2 separate regions of the Mus musculus genome follow, and region 2 is linked to region 1. The links are chromatin contacts, called in public promoter capture Hi-C maps. All regions are on one chromosome and are shown on one strand. Each heading gives the region's core, a stretch centred on a gene start, on an enhancer-like site or on the middle of the called end of the contact. The rest is flanking DNA. Distances are from core to core; before and after follow the strand shown.

What was found. Promoter capture Hi-C pulls out the DNA fragments that hold promoters and counts their contacts.
Region 2: a promoter capture Hi-C map of pre-B cells shows a contact between it and region 1, with 4 times the contacts expected there. The contact joins the promoter of Scnm1 here to the promoter of Mtx1 in region 1. A contact is called at or near these places in 2 of 39 promoter capture datasets (pre-B cells and second pharyngeal arch cranial neural crest).

Annotation. Positions count from the first base shown.
Region 1 is chr3:89,212,568-89,215,318 of GRCm38.p6, forward strand. It overlaps Mtx1 (metaxin 1), which reads right to left and starts at 1,340. Exons shown (of 8, transcript NM_013604.3): 1 at 1,246-1,340; 2 at 310-379; 3 at 116-195. The coding sequence starts at 1,326. Thbs3 (thrombospondin 3) reads left to right here and starts at 2,613. Exons shown (of 23, transcript NM_013691.3): 1 at 2,613-2,751. The coding sequence starts at 2,679.
Region 2 is chr3:95,132,601-95,135,351 of GRCm38.p6, forward strand. Scnm1 (sodium channel modifier 1) reads right to left here and starts at 1,412. Exons shown (of 7, transcript NM_027013.2): 1 at 1,245-1,412; 2 at 958-1,028; 3 at 600-688; 4 at 417-511; 5 at 225-313. The coding sequence starts at 1,295. It overlaps Lysmd1 (LysM, putative peptidoglycan-binding, domain containing 1), which reads left to right and starts at 1,488. Exons shown (of 3, transcript NM_153121.2): 1 at 1,488-2,396. The coding sequence starts at 2,217.

The DNA.
Region 1 (2,751 bases), core at 90-2,589:
CCTCCCTGCTCTGGATCACACTGCTCTTGCCTGGCCTGTGTCTGGTGGCCAATAAATAAGTTACACTTCACGGACTGGATTTCCTCCATTGTCAGCCCCCACTCAAGTCACCTACCTCTTTACGAAGATGGGTGATGATCTTGTGTGGCACTGTAATGACTTTCCCATCACTGGTTCGAAGAGCAGGCAGAGTTCCTGATATTGAGAAAGAAGTATACTCACAGGGTCCAGCTTGCCTAGTCATACTCATTTGCATTGCATTCCTGTCCCCTGCTCCTCCCCTGGCACATTCCTGTCCCTCAGGGATACCTGAAGGGCTCTGCCAAGGATTGCTGGTCTTGTGTATCTTCAGTGGGGCGCCTGTAAATCTGGTATAGGTCTGCAGGGAAGGAAGCAGACGGTAGAGAGGCCAGGGTATGGCTTCATAAAGAAACCAAGAAAAGAATCCGTGACTCAGTAAATTATGTTCTATGGTCTATACTTTTATACCAAAAGGAGAGGCGGAAAGAGGGTGTCATTCCTATTTACAAATGGGCAAACTAGACCAGACAGTTCATGGACATGTTTATATGTCCATTTCCAAGATTAAACATTAGGAAAAGATTTCTACCCTTATGCCATCTACACTGTAAAGCCTATTCACAAAAGCTTTTCCTAATTAACTTCCCTCTTCCTGGAAGTACTGATTTACTTTGACAGTCTCTGTATTCTGTTTCTACTTTACATCAATACACGTGATCGTTTCATTATTTGCTTACATGTTTGCCTTTCTGTTAACAATTTCAATACAAGGGTCAAAATCGTATTGCAAGGGAATGTTTTTTACTCTAAGAGGCATAATAAATGTTTTTTGCAATCCCGAAGACGTTGAATGAAGAGAAGCAAGTCTGCCTAGTTCTAAAGGTCTTCCTACACAGTCTGGCTGTGGGGCTGTCTGGTCTACGAAAACGAGATTCAATGGATTCATAGCGGAAAAAGAAGAGATCGTCCAGAAGGGGTTATCCCAAGGTCACCCAGCCAATAAATGGATAGGCAAGGTCTAAACCCATCTTCTGAAGCCCTGACCAAGCCTACTTCCACTGCTACACAAATCGATCCTAGGAAATCCGGACGTAAGGCGCGGAGCCCACATCGGCCTTCGACTGCCTCAGTTTCTCTCAAGACGCATGCGTCTCGGTTCTCGGCAAAGCTCGAGCACCCACTCCGGCTCTCCAGAGATCAGAGGACAGGTGCATGAGCCCTCACCAGCACGGCCAGACTATCCAGGTCCACCGACGGCAATCCCCAGCCCCCTGACCAGCAGAACAGCTCCATGGGCGCCGCCATCTTGTACGCTCTCTGACCCGGAAGCACCTTCTCGTATGCGTCGGCCTTCTCTCGCCAGGAACCGCCCCTGGTCCCCGCCTCCCTGGCCGCCGGGGCTTTGGGGTCTGGGGAGGCGTGGCTCTTGGCGGCCTGAGCCGCGGCGGGGCTGTGAGAGGTGGGGCATCGGCCTTCTGGGGAGCGCCGCGGGCTCGTCCTGAGGCGGCCCCCGTAAGGGAGCAGGGCCGCCGTCCAGACGCGCTTGGGACTTTCGCGGCGCCTCTGCCGAGCGTAGCCACGAACCGCCGGCGACACGGAGGGCTTGGGAGAGGGGCATCTGGTGCGGCTTGTCGGTCTCTGGGGGCACTTGCCAAACTGCACATGGCCCCGACAACCCCGGGCCCTCTCAGGTCTCAGCCCTGAGCGGACGCCGCGGGGGGGTCCCCCGAGCCGCATGTTTTCCACTGCGCGTTATGTTTGGAGAGGGCCTCGCGCTGCCTGTCGCCATGGAAACAAAACAGGGGCGGTGGCGGCGCCCGAGCTGAGGCCCGGCTGGGGCCTGAGTGGGGGAAGGGGAGGTGCGGCTCGCGGGCAGTTGCCTTCGTAACGGGAACTCCTGGTCGGTCCCCAGCTCCCCTCGGGTTCACCCCGGACAGGGCCATCCCGCGGTATCCAGTGTTCCCCAGTCCCATCCTCGCTCCTGTCTTCTAGTTTATGGCTCTAGCCTCTGGTGATGCTTTCCCCTTTCTGATGTCTTAGAAAGCCATCAAGTTCTCGTCGGTGCTTCCAGATTTCTATTTTCCCAAGAGTGAGGGGAAATGGAGGAATGGGCACATGTCAGGGACGCAACACACCGTAATAAAAAAATTTTTTTTTTTTTTGCTGTGCCACATCAATAAGCCTCGTGTCGTACGTAGTCTTCTAGGCACTGTAGCAAAGGATGGTCCACTGACATCCATTTCCGCCAACCGTGAAATAATGCCTAGAACCTAGAATTGCCCAAGGCAGGGGATTCTGACTTTTCCAACCACTGCTTGCAGAGAACAGTAGCATTTGGTAGCGCTGTTAAGTTGAAAGCTCCCAAGAACCAGATGTCAGGCTAAAGGGAAGCATCTTTGAGGAAAATCATTATGGTGGAGCAGGAGGCAAGGAAAGCTCTGGGACTCTTTCCCAGTGCCTCTGGTTTCGGGAGCCGGTGATGCCTCCAAGGTGATTGGCAGCTCTTTGTTTCAACCCCCCCCCCTACCCGCCTGCTCCCCCCCAACCCCCCAGCTCGCTCCTCAGTCCCTCCGCCCCCCTCCTGCTCCTGCTCTCCGCCTAGTCTTTTTCCCTCCCAGTCGCCTTGCCTGCCAGGGGTAGTGAACCGGCTAAGCGGCATGGAGAAGCCGGAACTTTGGGGTGTCCTGGCTCTCCTCCTCCTCTGCTCTTACACGTGTGGCAGTCAGGACC
Region 2 (2,751 bases), core at 162-2,661, 5.9 Mb after region 1:
ATGGTTGTGAACCATCATGTGGTTGCTGGGAATTGAACTCAGGACCTCTGGAAGAGCAGTCAGTGCTCTTAACTGCTGAGCCATCTGTCCAGCCCCTACCATCATTTAAAAAAAATATTTCCACAAGATTATTATTTCTCAGAATACAATCTGGAGAGCAATAACTTTAAAGTCATCTATTTCCTTCTACCCTTTTCCACTCCTGGCTTTCCCATTCCACGGACCTGTGCTTCCTCCGGCAGCAACTGTTATAGTGGGGAGCTCTGTGTAGAGCATTCTGGGTGATGATTCGAGTCTGGGTTAGCAAAGGAGCCTGGTGATGAAGAGACAGAGTTAGAGCTGTTAGGAGCAAACGTTCCCTCAAGCCTGTTGTGTGAAGTATAGCCCTGTCTAAACCACACCTGATGCCCTCTCACCTCAGTTTTGCTTTCTGTCTTCAATTCGTTCTGCTGTCTTGGATTTTGCTCTGTTCCCTTGCCTGTTTGCTTTTTGCCATAGAAAAGCTTCAGACCTGAGAACAAAAGCAAGGAGGAATGAAAAGCACAATGCCTGGTGGCTTGCTCTCCATCTCCCGCCCTCCCCACTTCTCTGATACTTACTGGACAAATGCTTCTTGCCTGCACGGTGGGCTGTCAACATGGCCAGCGTGTCTAGTACTGGTCGATGGGGGCAGATGGCACAAGCAAAGCTAGGGAAACGAGAAGTGAATGATGTGTGTGGTGTGTGGTGTGTATGTTGTGTGTTCGAGAGCCTGCAGTCGGGGTGTTCTTGCTATGGTGAGTAGGTCCTACTTCTGTCAGAGTACTCCACCACCAACTCCCAGGTTTCCCGATCTCCACCCCTTACACTTCACTTCCAGCCAAAGAGTCCTATTATACTCCTGAACTCCTTAGTGACAAAAGTTTGTTGAGCCTTTGATCCCCGAATCCCCAGGCTTGATCCACTCTTCGCTCTCACCGTCCATCCCGCAGCATCAGTGCCTCGTCCTCAGGGATGTAACTAGCCAGCAGGTCCCCAACTCTCCGTTTCTGCAGGGAGCAGGATAGGAGAAATGAGTAAGAGGGACGGATGGAAATGAAATAGTATGGATAAGGAGTCAAATGGCACACGGGGCTATGCAGATCATAGGGTAGTAGGGGTCACCACTCAGTTCTGGTCCCCTAAGCCCTCCCCTAGATGTCGCCAGAGCAACAAAACAAAACAACAGGGCGGCTGAAGGTGATCAGACTCTCACTAAGGCTTACTTTGAGCACATTGAGTTGACTCCAGTCGTCCCCTTCCCTCTTAAAAGACATAGCGACTGTGAGACTACGATAAATTCCCCTACGCCTACTTCGCTGCTCCTTTAGGCCACCGTAGAAAGAGTACACTATCGCCTTCTCTGCTTCCGGTTTCTTTCTTGTTGAATCTGTACTTCCGGGGATGATGTTCCACGCTTGCGTCGCGCGAACCGGAAGACCCGCCTCCAGCGCCCTGAGGGGGCCTGCATTTCCTACAATACTTTGAGACGCTGTGCCTTTTGGGAAATGAAGTCTTTTGGTTATTTATTTTATTTTTTTATTTTTTTGAAGAGCACACTGCTCACCTGGACACAGGACCTCACATCTCGAAGGATCCAGGTGTTCGGAGACTCAAGATCCTGTATGTGGAGCCGGAATTTCAGGGTGGGACCTTCCTGATGTGGAGCGAGGCGTCAGGGATCTCAGTGGACTATATACTACAAACTCTTGCTGTCCTCAGGCTCGTACTCCTCAGCCACAACCTACCTGGGGTGGGCCTTATTTGGAACAGAGAGGATGTGGGAGCACCCGGCATCCCGACTGTTGGATGTGGGGATACACTGAGGGAAGAGTGTTGATGAGGGTGTCTAGGGTTCAAAGGTCAGAGATCAGGCTTGCGAGGAGTTGGGGAGGGGGCGTCGAAAGTCAACCGGGTCAGCGACTGACAGCTCAGGGAAGATACTTATGGGTAAGGAGCTCGTGGAAAGAGAAATGTAACCGGCCTGGCAGACTTCTTAAGAGACGGACAGTAACTCCAGGCACGGCAAGAAGCAGCAAGAGGAGGACGACGAATGTAGTCTCTCGAGAGTCGGGAGACTGTAGAGAGACGAGAGAAGAGAAAACGAATTATCTGAATATCCATTCCTTGGGTTCGGCCGTCACTGTTACTTAGCTGGGCTTCCCTCAGTTGTGACCCTAGGTCTTGACAGTGAGGAGATGGCTTCTCCCTCTAGACAGCCTCCCCTCGGGGGGTCAGGGCTGCTGCATGGGAGCCGTGCTCGTTCTTATGGAAGCCTGGTACAATCATCCTGCTCCCCAGTGAGGGAAAGACGCCTGGAGCATCAATTGGAGCCTGGAGACACCCTGGCTGGATTAGCACTCAAATACGGGGTAACGGTGAGTCTTCCAGAATTGAGATAGTCCCGAGAAAGTGGGTGGCCCGCTAAGATGCCCCCTCTCACATTATTTAAATTCTATTATGGTCTGTTTTTTTTCTTCCTTATTTTGCTTTCACATCTCAGCAGAGCACTGTTGGGACAGATCTGCCCAACTATCCCAGTGGGAGGAGCAACTCCTGTAGATGGTGAGGGAGGTGGGTGAGTGGGGGCGGGGCTTACAGCCATTAACTGGACTTGTGTCCCTATCAACTTAAGACTGATAAACCAGTTTGATCAAGGTCGAATCACTTAAGTGTCAGAGTAAGGTTTCTGTCTGACTCTAAAGCCGGTACTATTAGCCATGCGGGGGTGGG